Linked DNA regions of Mus musculus: region 1 is linked to region 2. A link is a contact called in public Hi-C data. All regions are on one chromosome and are shown on one strand. The core of a region is the stretch at or near the end of the contact, and the rest is flanking DNA. Distances in the headings are between cores, read along the strand shown.

The links. Hi-C and Micro-C count contacts between places; a contact is called where the count stands out from the background.
Region 1: a contact with region 2 is called in a Hi-C map of bone marrow-derived macrophages, with 16 read pairs. The contact joins two enhancer-like sites. A contact is called at or near these places in 11 of 39 promoter capture datasets (the 3T3-L1 cell line, 3T3-L1-derived adipocytes, HPC-7-derived erythroid cells and 7 more), 6 of 484 Hi-C or Micro-C datasets (the Patski cell line, bone marrow-derived macrophages, brain and 3 more) and 1 of 115 datasets of contacts at active chromatin or transcription factors (fetal liver).

What each region holds. Positions count from the first base shown.
Region 1 is chr10:98,895,875-98,900,351 of GRCm38.p6, reverse strand. No RefSeq gene overlaps it. Among named protein-coding and RNA genes, the nearest start is that of Gm34346, 15 kb to the right of the region's middle. Within about 2 kb of position 1,806, at least 62 of the 459 cell types and tissues checked have an H3K27ac peak or open chromatin away from gene starts, as enhancers often do. A contact at or near this core is called in bone marrow-derived macrophages, where this site is marked.
Region 2 is chr10:98,516,984-98,521,321 of GRCm38.p6, reverse strand. No RefSeq gene overlaps it. Among named protein-coding and RNA genes, the nearest start is that of Gm34297, 18 kb to the left of the region's middle. Within about 2 kb of position 2,696, at least 13 of the 459 cell types and tissues checked have an H3K27ac peak or open chromatin away from gene starts, as enhancers often do. A contact at or near this core is called in bone marrow-derived macrophages, where this site is marked.

The DNA.
Region 1 (4,477 bases), core at 557-3,056, 380 kb before region 2:
GGTAGGACTCGATAAAAGGAGGTAACAGACAGGAAATGGGATTTTAAAGTGAGAAATGAAGTCTACTATTGCTGTCAGGAAATGGACTGGATAAAATTTAGATAGTATGCTAAGGAGAGAAAGCATGGTGAATTTAGAGGACATCTCAGTCAAAGGATCTTTAAGTCACCAAGGCAAAGGTGATCAGGATGTTGCGTTAGTGTAATTACTGAGCATAGAAAAGGAGGCATCATAAGTTGTCTTCAAGTCTAAGGTTATTAACTGGAAAAGGATAGTGTATCTGCCCATAGATAATTATTTGCTTGATAGGAGCAATCTTTCTTGTTTATTCAACAGTAAGTAACTAGCTACATTCTGAGCACCATAATAATATGGTAGGCATGACAGACACAACGATCCTCATCTGGTAGGAAGAACAAAGAATAGCAATTCTAGTTTAGTGTGGTAAGTGCCAGGTATTGACGTGTGCGTGGGAGCCTAAGAGAGGAGATGATGCCCATTTTGAAGCTTGGATTCTGAACAATCAGCTTGGGCATGAGGGGTAAAAGGAGAGAGGTTTCATGTAGAAGGAACAGCATATGCCAAAAAAACCTAAGAAAGCTGAGGAGATACTAGCTTTTCCACACATCACAGCCTTGAGCACAGGATCTACCAAAAGCCGATTAAAGGAATGGAGTTGGAGAGAGAGGCTGAAGGCAGTGTCCTAATGTGACGGGAAGAATCTTAGACTTTCAAGGCAGTTGTGATGCTTAGCCCTACAGTCCCATTCCTCAGGAGGCTGGGGCAGCAGGGCATGGGCATTGAGGCCAGCTTGGGTTACTTCATCAGTTCTAAGACAGACTGAGTTCCAGACTGAGGCACTGCCTTCAAACAAATGAAGGCACAATCACCATCAATACGAATAACAACACGGGGAATGCAGAAATAGAGAGACACACTCAAGGAGAAACATTTAAAGATTTGTTTTCTATAAGGCTCCGCTCTCCACTGATGGCTGTACTTACAAAGGTTATTTCTCTTGTTGGTTATTGATACCAGTTGAAACATCTGAAGCAAATAAAATACGTTAAAGATTAAATATGTATGTATGTATGTATGTAATTGTGTGTATGTATATCCTTGTTGATAATCCTGAGTGGTGTATGGGGAAGAATAAAAAAGAGAAATGAGATAGAATAGTAAGAGAGTTAAAAAATGATATATTTAAATATATAAGAGGAATACAAACACATAAGAGAGGCTAACAACTTAGGGGGTAAGATAAAAGAATAGAAAATAGAGAACTCCCGTTTAGGACAAATGCTTGAGCAATGTATAACACACACACACACACACACACACACTGAAAATTTTATACATATAAAACTTTCTATTGTATATGCACATGGTTCCTATAAACACTGTAACCGACTTAACTCTACAGATATGGGTAAAAACATATTTTGGATTTGGCATTAAATATCTACTGAAGCTAAAATTGTCACATTTAATCAATTGCCATTAATCCAGACAACTAGAACGTATTGATCTAGGAAGGAGCCCAATGGCAAAACCATTTTCCAAAAAGAGACAAAGTCTTTGTAGGAGAAACACAAGGTGCGACTCCATCAGCAGCAAATAAAAATAGTGGAGCCCCCAAAGGGCCTGTGCAGTAAGATGAAATGATTGAAAACTCCAAGCTCTCTTTCGGTTTGGGCAAGTTCTTGGTCAACATTCAAGAGGTTTATTTCTGGAGGTGTTCTGTTTCTTCCTTGCTGCTGGTGTTGTTTTAAAGAGCAGGTACTTTCCTGCAACCCAGGCTCCTTCTTCCTGTTGCTTCATCCCAGCCTCATTTCTGCAGAGATCTTGAGTCTCCTTCTCATGCTATACAGTTGAAGGATAGTTGACAGTATGAATTCTAGGGATCCAACTAGTGAGGGACATAGTTTTAATTAGCAAGCAGTCACTCCTCTGGTGGGTCTCAAATAATAGAACATTTAGGAACTTACTCCACTGATGTGTTTAATTCTTTCGTTCCAAAATAGCTCAATTCTTATGTTACCATGGAATGACTTTTCATTGTGCAAACATTTCTCTTGTCTGTTTGGTTCCTCCTCCTAAAAAGGGATGTGTAGCAATTGCCCAGTTCACATTATTGTGGTGGTGATGGTGACTCAGGACATTGAAAGACATGTGACTTTCGGACTTTTCCCCCCCATGTCATTTTCCACTATAGTTCACGTAGTGCATGCACTAATTGCAGGCATCTCATGTAATAATTTGTAAAGTTTTCCATGACTGCAGAGATGCCCAGACTTTTAATACTCTATGTGGACAAAAGTCCATTTTCCTCTGTTGTTGCTTCCTTGTTTGGCTGCCAAGCTTGCTGATAGCAACCTAATGAGCAGAGAGTAAACTATTATTGCTTTAATTGGTCTCCACTGCTAACTCTTAGGAGGCTTTTAGAAATGCATTTATTATATAATTAAGAGATTTGTGATTCCTTTTAAGTTATCGGCCATAAAAGGCCTGGTTTAATATCATAATTACAGTCACTTCTCTTGTTGCTCTGGGTCAGCAGTCTAGTCTCACCCTTAGAGATTGGTTTTTCAAAGTCAAGTTGTTCCTGTTAGAGCGTTTCATTCACAACCCAACTTCCGGTGCGCTTCTCATTTGTAAAAACCACAACCTCACCAATTCCACGAAGATTAAAATCACCGGTCTGTTTGTGTCCGTTTCTCATTTACTACTCTGATTCTCACATCTATGGCTTTAGAGATGCTCCACTTTAATACTCAAAGCTGTAGCTTGGTAATTTAGGCCACGGTAAAGTATATGCTAGGGAAATGTTCTGAGTTTAAAATATGGACCTGACAAAGAGAACATTTTTAGATGTCAAGAAAGTTTTCTTCTATTGTGTTTGTTGCATATCTATTGTGTCTAAGCCTTTATTCTGAACCCTCTTGCCCTTGCTTTCTGACTACTTTATGTTTTGTTTTTCTTGAGCATGGCTGGATTCTTCCTTGGTGCTTGTGTAAGGTGGTCTACCTCCCTTGTCAACAGGCCCGCTTACAGTTTGGAATCTTGGATTGCCGCGTCTTAACTCTATCTCTCTACTCTGACAGCACAGAACTTGATCATAGTAGGTAAATACAGTTGATGTTCTTTGTTACTTGATGGGGAATTAGCTAGTGAAAGATTTAAAGTAGTGGTGTAAGAACTGGGCTTGGCAGGGCTCCCAGTGGAGGAGCTAGAGAAAGTACCCAAGGAGCTAAAGGGATCTGCAACCCTATAGGTGGAACAACATTATGAACTAACCAGTACCCTGGAGCTCTTGACTCTAGCTGCATATGTATCAAAAGATGGCCTAGTCGGCCATCACTGCAAAGAGAGGCCCATTGGACACGCAAACTTTATATGCTCCAGTACAGGGGAATGCCAGGGCCAAAAAGGGGGAGTGGGTGGGTAGGGGAGTGGGGGTGGGTGGATATGGGGGACTTTTGGTATAGCATTGGAAATGTAAATGAGCTAAATACCTAATTTAAAAAAAAAAAAAAAAAGAACTGGGCTTGGTGGCTCATACTTGTAATCCCAGGATGAGATGGAGGCAGGAGGATCACTATGAGTTAGAGGTTAGTCTAGGCTACACATTGAGACACTCTGTCTCAATAGAACTCTCTCAAACCATCTGATTAAACCCTATTGGTGGTAAAAATATTCATGCTACTAACACTGGTAACATTGTGAAGGCTAGAAATGCCAGTTATCTTATTGGTACCATGGCCCCTCCCCTGTGATACTTAGAACTTGGAATTAGACTCTCCTTTGTTTTCCTTTCTAATGTTATATTATAGATCATTCCGATTTCAGTTTTAAGTAAAATGAACGTGACTTATAAAGCCACTTCTATAATCAATGAAAAATTGTGTTGACAGTTTCCTATTATTAATTTACTAGTGGTAACCTTGATTTTGTTTAAAGAATTTGTTCCATTGTTCACACTAGGTTGGATAGCAACTAAACTGGTCGAGAGACAGATAAATCTATGTTACTGTAGCACTTTCTTTTCCTTTCAATATAAATATTTAATTGTGTCATGAGAAATCCTCATGAAAAATTGTGACGCATGGTGCAATTGATTTTCCCTGGAAGTAGGGCCCTAGTTACAGATCTGAAAAAGGAACCAACACTCTCTGAGTCTGTCTGAGTGATGATGACTCTATTCTAGGCACTCGAAATTATTCTCTTTAATCCTCATTGCTCCTTACAAACTAGATATTATCGCCCTTAATTTACAGATGAGCAATTAAAGCTAAATAGCTTGTCCACAGTTGCAGTTAGTATTAGGAAGAAGCAGGATTACAACACAGGGCTGATGCTAAAGTTTGTTTCCTTTTTTCACATTCTTAAAATAGGTCCTTTCTGCTCATTCTGAGGGTAAAAAGCAGCTGTGAAATAAGTTATAATGCTTACCAGCGCCCACTGTTTGGGTAGAAAA
Region 2 (4,338 bases), core at 1,447-3,946:
TACTTTTATCTTTGTTATTGAAAAGTCTAGAATGTGTCCTCTTTCACATCATTATATGGCCACTGTAGGCTACTTGGTCTTTATTAGTATTATGATGTCTCAAGATCATCATTCCAAATATCCAAAATCTAATAAACTTGTTAATGAGCAGTAGACTTCAGGGAAATGAGGGGGGGTGACATTGGCAAGAGGTGGTTTAACTAGGATGAATCTGCAGGAAAATTCATTATAACTGATCTCAAAGCTTTTAGCAATACATTCTATTTTATATAAATCAAATTTTAATTGCAAATCATAAAGAATCCATGAATTTTTTTGTGCTAACTCACCTATTCAAAGGATCAGAATATACTTCCTTCTGTTCCCAAATTCATTTCAATAAAATAAAAATACATGAAAACTAAGTTAAAGAATCTGAAAGATGATTATAAAATGATCTCCCTATTTTACATGGGGCATGTGGAAGAGTTCCCAAGCCACCATCTTCGAAAACCAGCTTTAGTTGGGCACAGGCAGAAAACTCAGAAATCCACAGACATTGCTGTCCTTTTTTTGGGAATCTTTAGTTTTATATTAAAAGATAAATTGAAATGTGTATCACTGAAAAACACCTGAATGAATGAGGGATGGAAAAGGGGAAGGCTTTTCAAACATGGTCTTAAATGTATAAATAAATAAATAAATAAATAATAAATAAATAAATAAGATGCCATTTAGTAAAGAACTCTTAAAGTGTGTACTGTGAGTGAATATTGAAAACATACAGTTTCAATAGTTAAGATGGTTATTAGTGACACTTGTGATATAATTATTCCATTAGTCTGTTAATTATAGCAAGGAACACTTACTTGTAAGGAATTCTAGATTCCTGTGTGTGTGTGTGTGTGTGTGTGTGTGTGTGTGTGTGTGTAGTTTGTATATGGTACATATATACGTTATGTAAGCTTGTGTGTGTGTTTGTATGTGTTTGTATAGTTTGTGGTACATATGTGTTATGTTATGTATGCTCATGTCTGTGCATGTGTGTATGTATGTGTGTGTGTGTGTGCAAGCACATGTGTGTACACAGATGCCAAAGGAAGATTCATTTTTTTAAATTTTTTTATTAGGTATTTTCCTCGTTTACATTTTCAATGCTATCCCAAAGGTCCCCCATATCCACCCCCCCAATCCCCTACCCACCCACTCCCCCTTTTTGGCCCTGGCGTTCCCCTGTACTGGGGCATCTAAAGTTGGCAAGTCCAATGGGCCTCTCTTTGCAGTGATGGCTGACTAGGCCATGTTTTGATGCATATGCAGCTAGACACAAGAGCTCCGGGGTACTGGTTAGTAACAATATAACAATATAATATTATAACAAATATAACAATATATATAACATAATATATATAAATATATATAAAATATAACAATATGATATTGTTGTTCCACCTATAGGGTTGCAGTTCCCTTTAGCTCCTTGGGTAATATCTCTAGCTCCTGCATTGGGGGCCATGTGACCCATCCAATAGCTGACTGTGAAATGGATGGACCTGGAGGGCATCATCCTGAGTGAGGTAACCCAATCACAAAGGGACTCACACAATATGTACTCACTGATAAGTGGATATTAGCCCAGAAACTCAGGATACCCAAGATATAAGATACAACTTGCTAAACTCATGAAATTCAAGAAGAAGGAAGACCAAAGTATGGACACTTTACCCCTTCCTAGAAATGGGAACAAAACACCCATGGAAGGAGTTACAGAGACAAAATTTGGAGCTGTGACAAAAAGATGGACCATCTAGTGATGCAGGGATCCATCCCATACTCAGCTTCCAAATGCTGACACCATTGCACACACTAGCAAAATTTTGCTGAAAGGACCCAGATATAGCTCTCTCTTGTGAGACGGTGCCGGGGCCTAGCAAATACAGAAGTGGATGATCAAAGGAAGATTCTTGATGTCTTCTTTATCACAGCTTACTTTATTCCCTTGAGGCAGGGTCTCTCTAGACTTGGAGACAGGCTGTCAAACAGCAAACCTTAGCAATCTGTCCATCTACACAGTGTTCCTACACTTAGCCATCTCCCCAACCGACCAAATCCTCCTTTATAAAAGCAACAAAGAACATTTGAAGCTGTTTAGATTCAATAATTTCTGCTTCCTAAATCAGGAACAGACTAGTAGCATCAAGTTCACAGGAAGATAAGTAACTAGAAAAATAATGAGAATCAGTGTCAGGAGGAGGTCAAGAGCAGTGACTTTGGAGACAGACAGATTCAAGATCGGAAATTAGTTACACTATTTCCTCACTCTGTGACCTTGGGTCATTGAAGTTGATGAATTTCATTCTGCTTCTAAGGTTATATGGGCTAGTGTGGCTGTGTGGCTGCATTGTATCTGTGTAATTCTCTGTACACTTACAAGTTGGAACAGTGTCCTTGATATTTCATTTTATTCCAGCATCATGGATTATAATTGCAGAAATGACAACCATGTTTTCCAAAGACAGTGATTTGGCTAATGTAGATTAGCAAATTGTGACATTTACTGATTCAGTTGTTGATTCTCTGGTGAGATCACTACAGTGTTCATGATAGACAGATGCAAGCCTTAACTGACATCTTTCTCCCATTCTAATGCTGTTTCATGACATTTGCAGTGAAAAATTCTCTGAGGCCAGGGAGGGAAAGGAAAAGGCTAAATTTAGAAATTTAGAATGCTTTTGAATTTCATTACAGATAAGAAGCAAAGAATGATCTCATTCATGGTCTGGTAACATGAGAATGAATCAGAGTGGTTTTTTTGGTTGAGAAAGTAGAATTCATACAGAAATCTCTGAGATTATGAAACGTAAAGTCAAGGAAAATGCTAAGAAGGTGTTTTGGTCAAAAGTGTTTTGGAAGTTTTGAATACACGTATTTCCTATCCAGGAATAAGTGGTGGTCATTTACAGAGTGGGCCCATGAGCTCAATCAGATATGTCAAGGGGCAGATAGGATGCATGGTGGTTAATCTAGCAAACTTTGTAGAATTCAGGCTAAACTTAGAACACAGACTTCTTGTCTATTCTGTGATGTATTCCGTGATTCACTTTGAATGTGGGCAGCATCTTCCAATAAACTGGGGTCTTGGACTGAATTGAAAGGAAGAATTGAGTAGAACATGCTCTCTGCTCTGAAGACAAAAGTGACATGATTCACTGCCTTACATTTATGGCACTATGTCTTCTATTACATGTGGAGCTCTATGCTTCCAAAATTATGATGCTGAAGCCCTTCTTTCCTTAAATTCCTCTTGTAAGGTATTTTGTCACAGCTGTAAAGAAAGTAACTCATGCAAGATATGTCCTGGCTAGGATAAGATATCCCCACAGGTTTCTGTGTTGACTTTACACCTAGATGGCAGCTCTATACCATGAGAATGCTACTTTCAGCATTGAACCATTCCATATCTTTGAACTGAATGTCTTCTTTCTGTCTATCTCTCCTTCCTCCTTTCATTTCCTCTTCTGCCTGCCATTACTAAGCTGCTTTGCAACACTCTGTGTTCTACCGCCCTGTGGACTGTCTCAGCTGAAGTCCAAAGCAATGGAGACTACAGACCGAGGTGTGAGAGGCAGCTAGTCTAAATGAACCCTACTTTCTTTAAGCTGTTTTCCTCTGAAACTCAGAACCCAAATAAAATTAGCTTGCCTGCTGTCCTCCATAGCTCCCTTGCTTTTTCCCTGCTCTCCCCCTTCCTTCTTCCTTCGTTTCTGCTTTCCTTCTACCTTGCCTCCTCCCTCCCTTCCTCTATTCCCTTTTTAAAATTGCTTTGTAAACTATTTTGTCACAGCAATGAGAATACCCACAGGGAAAGAAAACATTTATGAAAGTAATTCAAGAACCATTTCCAAAGCCACCAGCTAAACACAAATCATTAAAACATTGTGCGTGATGGAGGTTGTTGTTAACCTTGAAAGTAAAGAATGTTTATGCTCATGTGTTCATTGTTTGATCCAGTGCTAACACAGGTCACAGACATTCTTGGACCCTGTGCAACCAATTTACAAATGAGTAAGAAGTGACCAAGTTTTCTCATTATATGCCAATCATGTCGATGCTTTGGGGCATACCTTTTACGATACTACTTTTAAGTTCTAATCTATTGATTTTTTTTTCCCTTCAATATGCCAAAAAACAGTAATGGGAGTAAACTGCCATGGGTGTACTTGGTAAGGTCCTATGTCCAATACAACTTCGTGTGGCTTGTTTTTTTTGTCACAGCCTTAGTAAATGGCCAGAGAGCTGGAATTTGGTTTCTTTCCCACAACCTTTTTCTCCTCAGTCCTGTTTAATCTCAAAAAGTGA